Regions from separate parts of the Mus musculus genome. Here all the other regions are linked to region 2. A link is a contact called in public promoter capture Hi-C data. All regions are on one chromosome and are shown on one strand. The core of a region is the stretch at or near the end of the contact, and the rest is flanking DNA. Distances in the headings are between cores, read along the strand shown. Region 1 holds the start of Zfp760 (zinc finger protein 760). Region 2 holds the start of Zfp160 (zinc finger protein 160). Region 3 holds the start of Zfp229 (zinc finger protein 229).

Region 1 (3,553 bases), core at 264-2,763, 700 kb after region 2:
AGGAGTGGTATTGCTGGATCTTCTGGTAGAACTAGAAAACTCATTCTCTAGAGAAATTATACAAATGCAAAGAATGTAGTAAATCCTGTATTGAATTATCTCATCTTAAAAGGCATTACAGAATCCATACTGGTGAAAAGCCTTATAAATGTGATGTATGTGACAAATCCTTTAACCAGTGCTCAAGCCTTAAAACACATCAAAGAAGTCATACTGGGGAGAAGCTTTACAAATGCAATGCATGTGGAAAGTCATTTCCTCAGTTGTCAGCACTTAAAAGCCATCAGAAATTGCATACAGGAGAGAAGCCTTATAACTGTAAAGAGTGTGACAAATCCTTTATTCACTATGCCTCATATAGAAGGCATCAGGAAACTCATTCTCTAGAGAAATTATGCAAACACAAAGAATGTGGTAAGTACTTTCTTGAGTTATCACATCTTAAAACACTTTCCAGAATCCCTACTGGTGAGAAGCCTTACAAATGTGAGGTATGTGACAAATCCTTTATCCAGGACTCACATCTTAGACGACATCAGAGAGTTCATACTGGAGAGAGACCTCACAGATGTAAGGTGTGTGACAGATATTTTGCAAAGGGTTCAACTCTTCGAGCACATCAGAAAATTCATACTGGAGAAAAAAACGTAATAAAGCAATGATTGTGATATACCCTTTATCTAGCATACAAGTCTTAGAAGACATCAGAGAGTTCAGATTAAAGAGACCTTACATCTGTAAAGAATGTCACAAATCTTACTCGGTGCTCAACTCTAACAACACTTCAGAAAATTCATACTAAAGAAAAAAATACCCTTCTAAATAATGTGCCAGAGCATTTATCCGGTCTATACTTACAAATCACACCAGTATAAATAATATAAACATAAATATCTGGACATGGTGGTATAGAACTTTAATCCCAGCACTTGGGAGACAGTGCCAATTGGATCTGAGTTTTGAGTTTCAGGTTTTGGCTTGCCATTTTGTGTGTGTCCGTTGGGGATCGGACTCTGGCCTCTGAATTTAACCTGCTATTGTTTGATGTATGTAGCCCACAGGCTGCTAGTCAAGTCGAGACTATCTTGCATCTGAAAGGTTCCGAATCAAGAGTGTGGGGCAGGTTCTGGGGTGCAGTGTCCTACTAGATCCAGTTCTGGTCAAGGATGGCAGTGCTCATGGTGAGGCTGCGCAGAGAATGTGCAGAGCAGCCTGGCGTCTGGAGCTGTGTGGAAGGCAGCCTGAGACGGAGTGGGAGGGACCGGTCTCCACGGGGCGGGAAAACTGGTCTAGAAAAATAGAGCGAAGAGAAAACTAAAGCCCGCATGGAAGGCCTGGAAAACTCAATTGGACAAGGGATTTGAACCAGTGGGCTGGGTCAGAGAACCTACGTAACCGGAACCTATCTATAATAGGCGGACCCAAAGGCGGCTCCAGTGGCCGCAGGAGGGAGGGGCCGGAAAACCCTCCATTCTCTGAGAGGAAATCTTTGTTTAAGGGCTGGACGGCCGACACTGGCCAGAGTTTCAAGTAGATGTGAAAACTTCCTGCAGCCACTGGAGCCTCGTAGAACGGTCTGGGAGACTCGCCGGTCCGCACCACAGTGGCGGGAACCGCAGCCCGGCGATCCTAGCATCTCCCAGGTCAGAAGAGCTGTAGTAAACAGGTAGGAACTGGACCAGGGGCATGTTCAGTTTTCTGCTGCTCATAAGGATACCGTTTTCACAATTCTGGTGAAGGGTAATACCCTTGAAGATAAGTTTGAGAACATATGAAATGGGACACATGCTGATTTTACCATTTATCCGTGGTTTCCAGAATATTCTCAAGACTGTATCCCTTAGACTAATTGAGTTTATGTTTTGACCATTGAAAACACTATTCTTTTTGCTGTTATGCAAAAACTAAAACTGTTGGCATTTTCTAACGCCCTTGGTCTACCCGTTTCGTATTCAAGAGAGAGGAATTTGACATGGAGACTTTAAGGTCCCAGAGAGCTTGTTAACTACCAGCCCCATAAGGAGTAACTGCAGATTTTGATCAGTTTGTGGATTTTTTTTTTTTTTTTTTTTTGCTAAGCTACACAGTTATGTTTGTAAATTTTAACAATTCTTAAATAAAGGTTTTACTCATCACTCATTTTGCATTTGAGATGCATACACGCTGATGTGAATATAACAAATATGTGTTCTTATGCTGAGGTTTTAAGGCACACCTCAGGAGTCCAGAGAAGTACAGTATGCATGTTGAGAGTGAGGATAACAGGCCACACTGTTTACATTAGAAAACAGTATGTAATGGGACAAAGTTAGAAAGTATCTTTTCTGATGCAAGAAACACTCTGACAATGGACAAAGGGCAAACTGTTGCTTTGTAATTTCAGGGTTGTTGACATGCGGTGAACTTCTCTCAGGAAGAAGAGGAAATGCCTGGACCTCACTCATAGGGTTTTGTACTGAGATTGAATATTGCAGAATTGCAGCAGTCCTGTTTCTGTGAGTAACAATAGTCTCTTGCACTTTTCCTTGCTCCTCGGGGTTCCTGGGGAAATTACTCTGCATGTGTGTGAGCTGTGTGTGAATGAGATGAGCCTCACATCTCACAGAAGAAAGTGAAAGCCTCAGAGAAAAAGACAAAGTTTTCATGAAATTTCATCTGTTCTTCATGTTTGTTATTTTGGGATGTGTAAGGCTTCTTTCGTTTTTGTTCCATGATGAAACTAGATACTCAGTAGTTTATAATATCACTCCAGTAATACAGATTCATTTTTTTCCCTTGAGTTTTGATTGAGCTATGATTAGAAGTAGGATTCAAGTTATGGAAACTCAAAATGCTCCCTGAATATTTTCAGCATGCTGACCCTATGTAACAGTTGGGGGATCATTTGTAGAACCCTCTGTTCCCTTTTCTGTATTTCTGCTGAGCATAGTACTGTGTTAGAAATCCTGGTACTTACTGAAGAATCTCTCATATGCAGGGCTTGCACTTTTCAGCTACACCTGCTTATCGTCGAGCAGGACAAAGTGCCCTGGAAGGTGGAGAGAGAGGCATCAGTAGCAAAGGATCCAGGTATGTTGGAGGATTGACAAAGGGGTGGGAAGGAGTTTAAGTGACAGTGGAAATGGGACATGAAGTCAGTTTTGCCACATTCTGTTGTAGAGATTATTCTGGAGACTTCCACTGAGAATAATGTCCTCAGGATTATCCTTTGTAAACTTTAGAAGATTCTCTATGTAAGAATAAATACTAGGAACAATTACAATTTGATTGGATTTTGATTGTGAATGATGCTATCCCTCTTCCATTCATATTGCTAATCATGTATTTGTACCAATATTAAATGACTTTCCTTTCTATAATTTTAATGTAGTTCTTTACTAGGATACTTGATGCTTTTAAGTTTCTGCTTCAAAATTTGGGAGCTTATTGCATTTTCCTTGGTTCTAAATCTTTTCAAGTTATTTTCTTCAATCCATAAAATAATGCCAGTGTAAATTTGACAAGCATTGCTTAGTATCTCTCTGAAGTATTAAACTCCATCTTCACTGTCTTC
Region 2 (3,555 bases), core at 171-2,670:
GCACATATTCATGAGATAAAAGAATCCTTATGGAAATGGTTCACCTTCTAGTGGTTCTCAAGAGCAATACCATATTTTAAATATCTTTGTTTCCTCTTCTCTTTTTCTTACCTCTGCTTCAGATTTAGGGGGGCAACCTGCCCAAGGACATGGCATTTTGAAGGACATTTGCAGAGAGGATGTCCAGACTCTGAGCAACTGCTTTCAATAGGATGAATAGCAAATGACTTTCTACTAACATAATGCATATATTAAAATGTTCAGCAGGAAGTAGTAGGGATCATGAGACAGTAGTGTAGGGTGAAATGATTACTATTCATTATATATTTAAAAGTATGTATCTGAAAGTACTTTGCAATGGTGAAGTACCAGGGAAACTCAGTGCATCTCATTATTCTATACTGGTGATAGTTTGTTGAATTCTATGTGTACTTCCTTTGGAAATGTTTGATGAACTGTAGATATGCTACATGGTGGAAATGAGAAGAAATATTTTTCATTAGCCATTCCTCAAATTATTCCCGCTGACCTTTGACAGTTACATCTGCAGACTGCTGTCACAAACATCCTTTAGAACACATGTACTTGTATGCAAGAGTTTGTTTCTATTTAAAGTAGATACAGTAAGAACTTTCAATGAGAATGCCAAAATAGCTTATATGCTGTTTCAAACTTTCAAGCCAAAAAGCACTTAAAATATTTTTAAATTGTTATTTTTATTACAAAGAGAAAAGTTGGCACTTAAAAAAAGAATCGATCTTCAATGCCAATCGTTCATGACCTTTGTGAATGCAATTCTCTTTTGTAACAGAAAATATAACTTTTAAAATAGGTAATTGTTTTTATATATAAAACTCTTCGAATTAAAAATAAAATCAATGCTTGCTTATATTCACCATCGTCCCCGACTCTCCTACCTATGCATGGTTACTGATTGACAATGCTCAGGAGCCCTGCTCCTTAGAGCTAGGAACCTGTGGGAGAATAAGGAGGGACTGAGAACTGTGCACCAAGAACACAACCTACTCTGAATCCCCTTGTAGAGCCAGACCCATGCCCACTTGTACTTGAGCACTATCCTACTCTCCAATGCATCCCCACACTCCCTTCTAGTCCATTATTTGGTTTGACCCTCCACCCCCACCCCGCTGTTTTCCGAAACAGTTCTAAGCCCTCACCACGCCATTCTCAGCATTCAGGTCCTCTCTAGCCCATAAACATTTCTTTAAATACTGTCCCCTCCAAGCAACAGTTTCCTGTTCCAAGTCCCACTAGCACGCAGTGGCCAGCATGCCCTAAAATTTCCTTCTCAGAGCAGCTTCCTTTCTAGGTACCGCCCCTTGTTAGCGTCAATCACTTGTTCTCTGGTCCCGCCTTATTTTACCCCGGATCTGACCGCGAATGCTGAATGCACTCCTGCGCAGCGACCCGGAAGCGGTTTTGCTCTGCATAAATTTTGTAGCTGGGTGAGTTTTCCCAGATTCTTTAGGCCGGTTGCTGGCACTCAGAACCCGGACCTCTGCCCTGGAGTCCCCATCTTGTGTGCAAAGCTCCACTCGGTGACGCGGAGAGCTGCGAGACTGAGGAAGTAGGAACGTGGGAGAGAGAGATGGCAGCGGAGCCAGGGGAGGGGATGGAGCCAGGAAGGAGCGGGGGCACGGATTCAAAAGCTTCAGCGGTCGGGGAGGAGACATGACTATCGTTTGTGCGGGCAGTGCCAGGTGATGCGGTACTAGAGAGTGCCGCGGGTGACAGAATAGCAGAGGAGCAGCTTGCCGCGGCGCCTGGTGGAAAGGAAAAAGAAAGCAGGGTCTGGAGATGCTGGCAAGAGTGGAGAGGAGGGTGAGAGAACAGCTAAACTGCCATAATGTGTGACAGAAAGAAAAGCAGGCGATGGAAGCGAAAGGGAAAGTATCTGGGGAGAACTTCCAAGACCAAGTTCTCAGACCAAGTTCTCAGCACAAAGATTTATTTGTCTTAGAGGTACAGAAGGCCCGGATAAAGGTCAGAGACAGGAGATAGAGGAAGAAGGGGAAGGGAACAAAGAAGAGGGCAGAAAGGGGCAAGAGAGAGGGGTTAGGAGTATTTGTCCAGAAGTGGGACAAATGACTGTTTCTAGATAGAGAGGAGACAGATGTGACCCATAGGCAAATGGCGGCTTATAGAGGTAAAATGAGAATCCCCTTATTAGGACGAGGTGTTTAGCTGGCACATTAATTAGGTGAGCCAGAGGTGCCTTTCGGTTGCCAGACTTCAATGCTTTGATAGCTGGGCCTTCATAGTAAGTGTCAGGAGGAGGAATTGGCCAAATAAAGGAATAGACTTTGGGTGTAGCTTTAGGAATGTAATCTGAGAGTTTTTAGCAAGGCAGAGAGAGGAAAGGGGCAAGGCCTACCAGAGTCATGGTCACCATGCTGGAGCTGGCAAAGTCCCTTCAGAAAGTGTGAATAAGATAGTGCAGAATGAGGGAGGGGCAGGCTGGATAAAGCAGAAGTTGATGGAATAGTAAGGTTATTATTACTGAGCTTGTCTTTGTTGTTGAAATAAAAAAACCCTTAATTTTTGTTTGAATTTTAGTGGTATGGAAGAGAGTTGCAAAACTTGATCTGATGGGCATTAACTGGTATTGTGTTAGGCATGGTGGCACAGATCAGTAATGCCAGCATGTGGGAAGAAAGCTGGGGTAGGAAAATGGAGACTTTAAAGGTGGCGTGGAATACTAAGACAAATAACTAAGACACTTTCTCAATGAATAAATACTGTTGGTGTTTACTGATCCTTTATAGTCCTTATACAGCCAGAACTAATGTGAGATTTTTTAGACAGTGTCACCCTTCTTTGACAGGGGTAATGTGTGGAGGAGCTGTGGGATTCTTCTAACCCCCTAACACTTAACTTTTAGCATAGAATGTGTTGCCTCCGGTCACAGTAAATGTGTGATGTTTTTTCTCCTTCAGGCACCAACTTAAGTACTTTAACTCATATCTTTTTTATTATTATTATTTTATAGACATTTTTATGAGATATTTTCTTTATTTACATTTCAAATGTTATCCCCTTTCTTAGTTTCCCCTCCGAAAATCCCCTATCTCCTCTCCCCTTCCCTTGCTCCCCAACCCACCTACTCCTGCTTCCTGTCCCTGGCATTCCCCTATACTGTGGCATAGAAGCTTCCCAGGACCAAGGGCCTCTTCTTCACACATGGTGGGACTCATGGCTCTAGCTATTTATTTAACTCATATCTTGCTCACTTCAAACGCCACCGTTTCTCACCACTGTACCCTTTCACTTCCAAGTCCCATGTCCTGAATATAACTTGCTATCACAAGTGCTGTTAATCTACTCACTCAGCAACAGATTGTCAGGGAAATCCTTTGGTTAGGTTTGCTCATTATGAGAAACAAGACAAAGGGAACAGGTGACCTTTTCAGAAGAATCTCCTGTACGTTTCAACATGTCATGTAGGGAAGCTGTCCACTTCTGAAGTGTTGGCTGAAGGTTCTGCTTATATTGATTTTGTCTATTTGGTTATATGTGTTTGTATGTACACATGTG
Region 3 (3,300 bases), core at 73-2,572, 720 kb after region 2:
GCACTCATATTTTATTATTTCAGCATGTGAGAAGCAAAGGATAATTACTTGGCTTATTTTGTGAAATTGGTAACTCAGTGGGATGGCTTCCTTGGGAATCTTTTTCCCTGGGGGATATAACCCCCAAATATTTTACTTGATTTTTTTTAACACAAATTGTATGTTTGTTCTATTTTAGATTTGATCAGTCCAACACAAGTAGGCAGCATTGTAATTAGAGTCCTATTTTATGTGTGTTGATGCTGTGTTCATAAAATTTAGCCACTTAAGTGGCTGAAGAACTTAACTTTGTAGTTTCTACGAGAGGCACTTGGCCACGGAAGTATTTGTTTATGTTCTGCTTAAAGAGCAAAAGGGTTTTGTTGTCCCAGTCAGTAATGGGAATGACAAGGTTTTCCCATGAAGAACAGTGTCTTTACCCAAAGCAGTATGTGCCTGATGTCAAGTAAAGGGTGGGAGGGTCGAATTCCTTTCAATGTCTGTAAAGAAATTGATGCCTGCCAATGTGCTGTCAGAAAGCCTTTAAACAAAGAATCCCAAGATCAAAGCATCAAAGATTCAGGATGTTGATACTCCACGCGACCTGTGACATAAACACTGAAGACATATTGCTCTGAAGAAACAACAACAACACATACACACATAGACACACGCAAAGGGACATGCACAACGTTTACCAGGAAAATTAAGGAAGTCAAAAATGCCAGGAACAGATTACCAAGAAATATAGCCTATGTTTACTGAGAGCTTCTACTTTTTTTTTTTTTTTTCAAGACTGGATCTCGTTATGTAGCCCTGGCTGTGCTGGAACTCACTCTGTAGGCCAGGCTGGCCTTGAACTCAGGCCTGGCTCTGCCTTCTGAGTGCTGAGATTTTACAGGCTTGCAACACTACTGCCCAGTGAATTTCCTTTTTCCCCGTTACTTCATATTAAGTTTTCCTTAACACCTGGCCTTATTGGATTCATCTATTTAGTCCTCATTTTTCTCTCCACCCTTTGCTTGTGATTTCTTGATCTCCAGTCATTTTGTTCTGTCATTTTTAAGTTTCGTTCAGATATTTGAACCCTTTCTTTGGGCTTTCACGCCATTGAACAGTCTCTAGAACTGTTTTGTAGTCTGCCTCTAATTTGCCGTCCTTAGAGAACACTGCCCCCTTTTCACCCTTTCCCATGGCAATTGACATTTCTTAAGGTGTCTGCCGCCCAGTGGGCGTTGGATACTTGCAGTTTTCAGAACAACATAGCTGGGACCCTTGGGAAAGTAAACGGAACAGGAAGTAGGTGGGCGGGATTGGGTACGGTGAGAGGACACTTAATAGTGGGTGGGACCAGAGTAGGCAACATATTCCCAAAAGCGGGAGAGGGCCTCAGCAAAACTCGCCTTTCCCTCAGAAATTTCCGGGGACACCTAGTGCAGAATCTGGGCCAAGGACACTGCCCAGGGTCTTGCGGAGACGTGAAAACTCCCGAGAGCCGCAGGTGCCGCGCGGGGCATCCTGGTAGAGTCAGCAGCGCGGCGGCGGAAACCGCAGCCCGGCGGCCCTGGAACCTCCCAGGTCAGAGGCGCTGCGGGGCTGGAGCGGAGTAGGGTGTGATCGGTTTCTGGGCTACTCATTAGGACTCTGCTCTCATGAGCTCCTAAGAACTGGACAATTCCTGACTTTTTTTTTTCTTGTAAGGTTTTCAACATATTCTCTTAAAAATCTCACAATTCTCTTTGTTAGTTCGGAAAGAACAAAACACTTTAAATTATCCAAGCTTTTCAAGAGAGTAGCATTTAGAGCTGGTGGATTGTCAACCTAAAAAACTTGTTAGATATTAGTCACATAAGGATCGACAGAAGAATCACAAATATATTTTCACAAACTCCACAGTTATAGTTGTAATCATTAATATTTACTCTGTAGAATTTTATCACTAACTTGACATCTGAGATGCACACATTCTATGATGTAAATACAGTACTCAAAATCTTGTATTCCAGGTGAGGGTCTTAATGTTACATCTTAGAGTCCAGAAAGTCACCTTATGCATGCTGAGTGTGAAGATATCAGACCCTACAGTATGTTCAGTGACAAAGCACCACAGTAGAAAGGACCTTTGCATAACTGTGGCTGCTTACTTACTTCAGAAAACAGTCTCCAATTCAATGTGCCCTTGGTTCATAACCTGCACTTTACTCAAGGGCAGGTGGCCAAAGTGTTGCTTTTTATTTCAGGATTTGTTGATCTCCAGTGATGTGGCTGTGGACTTGTCCCAGGAAAAGAGGGAATGCCTACACTCTCTTCACGGGGCTTTTTGCATAGAGACTTCATGTTAGAATTAAAGTGGGATAAGGTAGAAAAGACCATTTATTTGATACTGAATTACTGATTTATTGAATGATTTACTTAAAGCACTGCTGTAGTGTTCTGCAACTTCATCTTGCTACTTGGAACAGAATGACCTGGAGAGGTGGCGGAAACAAAAGTCTTGCCCTTACCTACCTTACCCGCAAAGCTTACATCTGTCAGCTGTAACCTGCATTTGAAAAACCTCCAAGCTAACTGCCTTGATGCTTCAGGGAAGTCCTGCTTACTTTCCTTCTGGCCCCACCTTGTGCTTATAGACTATAAAATGCATATAGGAACTGGCCTGGAGACCAGGCCTTTCAGAGCTCTCCCACCTTTGGTCCATCTGTGACATCTATTCTTTCACTGGCAGTGGTGTCTCAGAGTGCTTATTCTAGAATGATTACAATAGAAGCACAGCCTTTGGTTACTGTGTGTGAGAAGAGTTTTCTGGATCTATTATTTTCTCATCCTCAATTTCCTTCTCAAAGGAAGGGGCCGCACGTGTGTGAGCTCAGTGTGGCTGAACTTCACACCACAGCTCATTACAGGGAGAGATTCTCAAAGCAGGAAAGGACATTGTTATGAAGTGTTCTTTACTCCCCATGTTTCTCATTTGGGGAAGTGTTGGGTTTCTTTCATTTCTGCCCCATGGTAAATTCAGAGACTCAATAGTTTAAAATATTGTCATCCCAATCATGAAGTTTCATTTCTGCTCTTGAGGGGTTTTTAATTTTAAAACATTTTGTATTTGCTTGTGTGTTTTTGCTTACATGTATGTCTACACCACTTTCATGCCTTGTGCTACAGAGGCCAGAAGAAGGGGTCAGATACCGTGGGATTGGAATTACAGATGGTTGTGAGCCACGGTGAGCGTGCTGGTCCTTGGTCCTCTAAACAAGCAACAGCTATGAAACAATCTTCCCTGCCCTTTAGTTTTGGCTGAGCTGTGATAAGAAGTGGGATTCA

What was found. Promoter capture Hi-C pulls out the DNA fragments that hold promoters and counts their contacts.
Region 1: a promoter capture Hi-C map of liver shows a contact between it and region 2, with 6 times the contacts expected there. The contact joins the promoter of Zfp760 here to the promoter of Zfp160 in region 2. A contact is called at or near these places in 10 of 39 promoter capture datasets (the 3T3-L1 cell line, the HPC-7 cell line, HPC-7-derived erythroid cells and 6 more), 1 of 115 datasets of contacts at active chromatin or transcription factors (astrocytes) and 3 of 9 other capture datasets (adipose tissue, liver and macrophages).
Region 3: a promoter capture Hi-C map of liver shows a contact between it and region 2, with 7 times the contacts expected there. The contact joins the promoter of Zfp229 here to the promoter of Zfp160 in region 2. A contact is called at or near these places in 7 of 39 promoter capture datasets (the 3T3-L1 cell line, the HPC-7 cell line, cranial neural crest and 3 more), 1 of 484 Hi-C or Micro-C datasets (cranial neural crest), 2 of 115 datasets of contacts at active chromatin or transcription factors (astrocytes and bone marrow-derived macrophages) and 2 of 9 other capture datasets (adipose tissue and liver).

What each region holds. Positions count from the first base shown.
Region 1 is chr17:21,706,228-21,709,780 of GRCm38.p6, forward strand. It overlaps Zfp760 (zinc finger protein 760), which reads left to right and starts at 1,514. Exons shown (of 6, transcript NM_001008501.2): 1 at 1,514-1,666; 2 at 2,384-2,495; 3 at 2,978-3,069.
Region 2 is chr17:21,007,521-21,011,075 of GRCm38.p6, forward strand. It overlaps Zfp160 (zinc finger protein 160), which reads left to right and starts at 1,421. Exons shown (of 5, transcript NM_145483.2): 1 at 1,421-1,466.
Region 3 is chr17:21,732,402-21,735,701 of GRCm38.p6, forward strand. Zfp229 (zinc finger protein 229) reads left to right here and starts at 1,323. Exons shown (of 6, transcript NM_001164676.1): 1 at 1,323-1,557.